Regions from separate parts of the Triticum aestivum genome. Here region 2 is linked to region 1. The links are chromatin contacts, called in public Hi-C maps. All regions are on one chromosome and are shown on one strand. Each heading gives the region's core, a stretch centred on a gene start, on an enhancer-like site or on the middle of the called end of the contact. The rest is flanking DNA. Distances are from core to core; before and after follow the strand shown.

Region 1 (3,156 bases), core at 456-2,955:
CCCCATCCTGTTGGTTGGTTGTTTTACAGGTTAGAAAGAAATCAACGTTCGCAAAGTGAAAACTGAAAAGAACTAAATGCATTTGGCAGATACGCAATCCCTGAATCGAAGATACATAATCACTGCAAAAAACAAATATTTAATTTAACCCAGTACAACCTACTCAACCTACTTATGCCTAATGAAGCATCGACTTAAAATATCCTTATTAACACTAAGTATTATACTATCACCCTCTCAATTGTCTGGAAGCCTAACAATTGCATGCTTTCAGTTCTATTAAACTTCATTTTACCTTGCTGATCACATAAATTTCAAATAGAATACCGAATGTTAAAATAAAAGTTCTCATAATAAACTTCATATACAATAACAGAAAAATGTGTCATTTGAATTGCATAAGCTCCAGAAAGCATGTACAATAGCTGAGGGAGAAAACTGCATACCCATTTGAACGCACAAGCTGACCTTATTAACACTAAGTATTATACTATCACCCTCTCAATTGTCTGGAAGCCTAACAATTGCATGCTTTCAGTTCTATTAAACTTCATTTTACCTTGCTGATCACATAAATTTCAAATAGAATACCGAATGTTAAAATAAAAGTTCTCGTAATAAACTTCATATACAATAACAGAAAAATGTGTCATTTGAATTGCATAAGCTCCAGAAAGCATGTACAATAGCTGAGGGAGAAAACTGCATACCCATTTGAACGCACAAGCTGACCTTATCAGCGTTCCGAGGTTACCCGGATCCTGCCAAGTATCAGAATCAACACCGGCATTAGATGCACTGTACAGAACTCGAATCAGTGCTTATGAGATGTACTAATAATAAACCACTTCAGAGTTCAAATAAGCACCAGCCCCCCCCCCCCCCCCCCCCCCCGAACTATGCGACCATCCCCCATTTTCTGCACAAAAAGACTGCTACTGAATAATGGTGGGGTGTCGCTCATCGTCTTCACCTGAATCCCATCAAGGACCAGGATCCTCTTTGGAGACTGGAACGCCGCATCAAGACCAGCTCCACCCTCCTCATCACCGAGGTCACAGAAATGCTTGGGCATGTGCATGACAGCAATCGCCTCGGTTGAATCAACCGACCGCATCCCGGAGATCCTCTTCATCACAGTGGCGCTGACATACACAACATTGCCACCAGAGAGCTCATGCAGTTCACCCGGGACCTCTGCGCCGTCCAAGAGGAGCAAGCAATCGATGTCGGCGAGCCCAAGCCTGCAGATCTCCCTGCGGCGAGCGAGCAACACGGAGGAGGAGCAGAGTGTAAGAAATGGAAGGGCGCTGGAAAGGATCGGAGCGACGGGGCGGGGGAGAAGGGTACAGGACGGGGGCGAGGCCGACGAGGACGAGGCGGCGGCAGGACCGTCGGTAGGCGGCCGAGTCCCGGAGCTTCACGCAGTGCTTCACCATGGGGTTCGCCACGCTCGCCACCTGCTTGCGCCTTTGCCCGACCCGGAGAGAAGGCGGCTTGGACGCGGCCGTCGCGGCGGCACCGGGAGCGGCGAGGCGGCGACGGCGGAAGGCGCGCGCCGAAAGCGCCGGGGAGTTGAACGCCGACGGCGATGGCGGCGGGGCGCGCGCCAGTAGCATCCCGGCGGCCAACGGTGGCGTGGTATCGCTCGCTCTGCCAACTTCGCTTCGGGGGGTTCAAAAGCACGCCTTATCTACTTTGCGCTCAACGTGTCAATTTCTTTTTCCTCTTGCCAAAAATATAGAGATAAATACACCCACGGTCGCTATAATTGCGTTGAAAGCACGATACGGTCACCCAACTTTGAAATACACTCGTTACGGTCACTGAATACGATGGGACGTGAAAATACGGTTACTGTAGCGCGTATGCGGTGCGTACACGCAGTTTGACCATGTGTTGACCGCTCGTTGGGGACAGGTGGCGAACTGTGGAGGCGCGGATGTGGAAATAAGCAAAAAAGTCCTCGGGCGACGCCGCATCCCCCATTCATCCCTCCATCACTCCACCTGCCCGTTCGTCTTCGTCGATAGAGAAAGGGGGAGCTGCATAGGCGACGCCGCCTCGGCGATCATCGGAAGGTTGGGGAGGCGACAACCAGATTTTGTGCATGGTTGAGGAGGTGCCGCCGCCTCGCGCCTTCGCCACCTGTGGGAGGCGGCGTCGATGTCCCATGTTCGTCGTGCAGAAGGGGCGGCGGCCCCCTTGTACAGTAAATCCCCTAATCTGAAGAATCCTTCCCTTTTTTTTGCCGTTTTGATGTTCAAAAATCCTTCTTTTCGGCCGGCATTGCCCTACTAGATGTGTTGTAGTTGGTAGATAGGCCGAATTCTGCTAGGGTTTTCGCATGGGATTTGGGGTACCCGCGTCCTACTACACTAGAGTCGTTTCCAGCGTCACTCATCTCGGCCTACTCTCTGTCGTCCTCCTATTGCACTGATGCTGCAATGGCGCGCACACTGCAGTTCGCCGTGCCGCCGACGGGGTCGATCATCTTGGCCTCCTCTATCTCGCCCTACTACACTGGAGTCGTTTCCAGCGTCGACCATCTCGGCCTCCTCTCTCGTCCACTACACTGACGATACCATGGCGTGAGCACTGCATTCTCCTCCTCTGTCGACTGTCTTTGCACGAGCACCGCAACTAGTTCGCCGACGGGGTCGCTCGCCCACGACTCCATGCCCGTCATGTCGAACACAACGCCGCAACCACTATCTATCGCAGTCGCCATGGTCCGGCGCACACTGCATTTCTTCTTCCCCTTTCTCTGCTAGTTCTTAACCTTATGTGCTAAGTGCAAGTTTTAGCTCTTAATCATATCCCATGCGGGCAACCAAAACAGCGTGTAGTTGTATGCGCCGAGACAATACAAGCAACCAAACAACATGCCAAAGTTGATCCCCTAATGCAAAAAGTCCATATGCAGGCAACCAAACAACTTGCAGATGTTGCATATGAGGCTGTTTTTTCAGAGCCAGATTGGGTTGAGATGTGTATGCAACGCAGCTACTATTCACTACTGCAACCAAACACGCCCATAGAGACCATCTTGTACCCAGATGATGGTGGCACCACACATAATATTATTATTACACAAAGATCATAGCGGTTAAGTTATTATTTCCAGCATTCTTTTCAGAAGAGCAATGCAATGCA
Region 2 (3,411 bases), core at 316-2,815, 180 kb before region 1:
CTTATGAGTTTATGTCTCCACTATATAGACAGCACGATAGCTACCTGATGTTCAATTTTGAAATTTTGAACAATGCTAAATTTGCAAAGCAGGTCATATCGATGTAGTTAGAAGAGCATTAAGGTCTCAACTATTGCCACTCAGAGATTATGGTATCAATACTAACAAAGCCTGATGGATCATGTATGAACTAGAACCTTGACAACCAGCAAGTTGCTAAATTCGGGTGAATATACTTATCTGTCACCCGCTTTGGTTAACAGAGGACCTAAGGTTACAGAATAAAGTCTGATACATGAACCAAGTACATAGATGGATAGAACCTACAAGTTTGAAGTAAGCATTATCTAAATCCTTCGACTCTCCAGAACAATGTCACCAACATTTTTGGAGTCTACTTACATGATTCCTCAAGCATGCCGTGGTACATGTGAGGCCGAAATGCTCCAGTGGCCCAGTGAGGCAATCGCATAACGAAAACTAAATAAAAGGCTGAGAATTCAACAAAATCAAAACAGCCTAACGAGAAGTACAAACCATTGAAAGGGGGCGGCCGGCATACTTTGAATGTTCAAGCATGTGTACCGGCTTTCTCGCCACTCACGAAACATTAAACAGGACTGGGGATCCAGACAGCAACACGAAACACACTATGTTAACAGAACGCCAGAGGCTGGGGAAACACAAAGCCTAACTCATCAAAACTTGAAGCAAAACTCCACCGAAGGCTTCTCCTACCAACAGATACCCAATGAATAGCAGGTGTAAGATAAGGCGACCCACTGCAGTTTCGCGAATCAACTGAGCGGCAAGCCATATGAACTACTCCGCCCTTCACCGCAGCAGCACCCAAAATCTGACAATACTAACCTACAATACCAAACTATGCAGCCTAAACTAAACTAAACCTAGCTGGAGCATTTTTCGAACCTACGGCCGCAGAACATCGAATTCTCCTCCACGGATCCCCGCATTCGAATCCGCCTGCGCTATCAATCGAATTCCTAGGCAGGCAGAGACGACTGCGGACGCGGTAACATGGACGGCATATCAATCGAATCCCTCCCTACGCAGGCAGAGACGACCGCGGGCACGACAACATGGACGGCGGGAGCAACAAGCGGGTATGTAGATCTGGCTGGAGGGGAGGGGAGGGGAGGTGACGCACCGGATTCGGTCTTCAGGAGGAGGAGGAGGGCGTGGCGGGGCCGGCGTGGCGGGCGAGGAGGTCGTCGTAGGGGTCGCGGCGGCCGGCGGCCTGGCTGATCTGGGGGTCCCAGGAGAGCTGGGAGTTGAAGCGGTCGAAGGTCCAGAAGCCGTAGGGGCGGAGCGGGAGCGCCCAGGCGGCCTTGGTGCGCTCGCACCGCTCCTTCATCCGGTAGACGTGCGCCCGCTGCGCCTCGTCGCGCTGCTCCGGGTCCTCCATCAGCCGCAGGACCAGGTTCTCCGCGAACTCCATGATGAATCCCATGGCGGCCGAGGCTCCTCTCGCTCTCTCTTTCGCTCGCGATCTGAGGAAATGTCTTCTTCCTCCGGCCCGGTAGGCGTCTCGTGGTTAGGGATGGTGGTGGGTGGGTGCGTGGCCGGCGGCGATGTCAACGTGGATTTGCAGCAGGTGATGACCGGCCCAGCCCAACATTTTTTGGGCCGGATGGTAGCCTAATCCGCTCATTTTCAGTTCTGTTTAACCGAGGAAAAGATCCCCTAAAAATACTGAAGAAATAGCACCCCTAAAAAAACCGAAGAAAAAGTTTTTATGGAGACTGAAGAAAAAGTAATGCTAAAAAACGAAGAAAATGTGAGAATCGTTTTTTTCATGTTCTAGAAATAAATAATACTATGTTTCGGAAAAAATGGTGCAGCTCATTTTTTTTAACATCAGTACAGACACAAGCACTCATATACACACGCATACACTCACCCCTATGAACGCACACACGCACACCCTACCAATATGAGCACCTCCGAAAGACTGAGCCGGCATAACATCTTGAAATTCAGCTCATATTTATTCAGAGCCATTGTCAGGTGTTGTTTCCAAATTCCAATATAGTCAACGACTTGTTGCGAACATTTCGTTCTTTCCATCTCAGTTTGTTGCAGATGGTTCTTACCACTGCCCCCAGAAATTCAAGACGGTAGGGAATGATCCAAAAAAGTGAAATGGCAACGGCATGTTTGATTGTCTTCCACACTTTTTGTGCCACAACCATGGCAAAACCACCATTTTTTGTGGCAGACAAAAATGGTCGTCACACCTGCAGAAAAAGGTTGGATAGAAAACGATTTTATCACAAGCAAGGTCAGATGTTAAAAAGGTGTGGCACATCACAACTGTGGCTACAAATCAAACATGTCCTTAGTTGTTACATTAGCTTCTAGTATAAGGTTAGTTTATACACCAGGAAAGACATCAGACCTATTCCTGCTACAGCTGCAGTACATCATATTTCTGCTGGAAAGGGAGAAGCCTTCAATCTAATCAGAACTCATGACCATCCCATGGGTATAGAGAAGCATGATGCACAATCAAGCTGCACCGGCATTGCCTTGGCCGCCATCCGGAGCACTTTCCGTTGTCCTAGATGAGCCGCTGCGCGAGAGTTGGGATGCCACGGTGCTGGGTTTCTGCGCCTCGGTGGCAATCAGCGACGCGCTGCCCTCTGCTTCTTGGTGAAGAGGAACACTGGCCGCTAATGGAGCAGAGGCATTTGCTTCTTGAGCTTCACTGGACACGGAATGCGCACTCTTTTCTTTAGATGTAACTGTGAACAACACAAACAACACATATCAAGGGAAAGAAGAGGGAAGGTAGCTATCCTACCGTCCAGATGTCAGGAGTTGCGTGGAATACCATGAGAAGAAACAGAGCTGTGCGGTGCTGGAGGCGTGACTTGCGACGAAGCTGCCGCCGTTAGGGTTCCTCTTTTATTTCTTGCCTGCAGAAGGAATGAAATGATGTGAAGGATGAAAAGCTACACAGCAAGTACTCCCAAGATGAGCAGTGCAGGACGTACCTTCATCTCATCGCAGTACTTTACGACAGCGGATATGTTGCAATATCGACCGTGAACTAATGTATATACCCACAGAAGGAGCTTCCTTGGGATGCTTAGGTCAAGGATGTCAACTATACCGGGGGCTTGCTGTAATGACCCTTCAACAGATGCCTGGGATGGGGTTACTGTGTAGAGATTAATACCTGAGGGAAATGTTCCACAAGAACTGTCCCGATAAAAGTTGTAAGTGCTCTTCATTACAGTAACTGCAGTCTCCATGTTATCCTCGGATGTCTGTCTGATTGGAATGTTTTTAATTCTAGCGAGTGTCTCAAACCAATTCATGTCAAGACCTTTGAATTGGGTAGGCCCATCAGGGGATGAGATAAGGAGCTCATCAGGTTGCAGATCA

The links. Hi-C and Micro-C count contacts between places; a contact is called where the count stands out from the background.
Region 2: a Hi-C map of leaf shows a contact between it and region 1, with 4 times the contacts expected there. The contact joins the promoter of LOC123090705 here to the promoter of LOC123090700 in region 1. A contact is called at or near these places in 2 of 5 Hi-C or Micro-C datasets (both in leaf).

The regions. Positions count from the first base shown.
Region 1 is chr4B:23,922,958-23,926,113 of IWGSC CS RefSeq v2.1, reverse strand. It overlaps LOC123090700, which reads right to left and starts at 1,705. Exons shown (of 6, transcript XR_006442541.1): 1 at 1,351-1,705; 2 at 974-1,256; 3 at 711-761; 4 at 1-7.
Region 2 is chr4B:24,106,290-24,109,700 of IWGSC CS RefSeq v2.1, reverse strand. It overlaps LOC123090705, which reads right to left and starts at 1,565. Exons shown (of 3, transcript XR_006442543.1): 1 at 1,169-1,565. LOC123090704 (calcineurin-binding protein 1) reads right to left here. Exons shown (of 21, transcript XM_044512034.1): 19 at 3,018-3,411; 20 at 2,855-2,939; 21 at 2,309-2,765. The coding sequence ends at 2,530.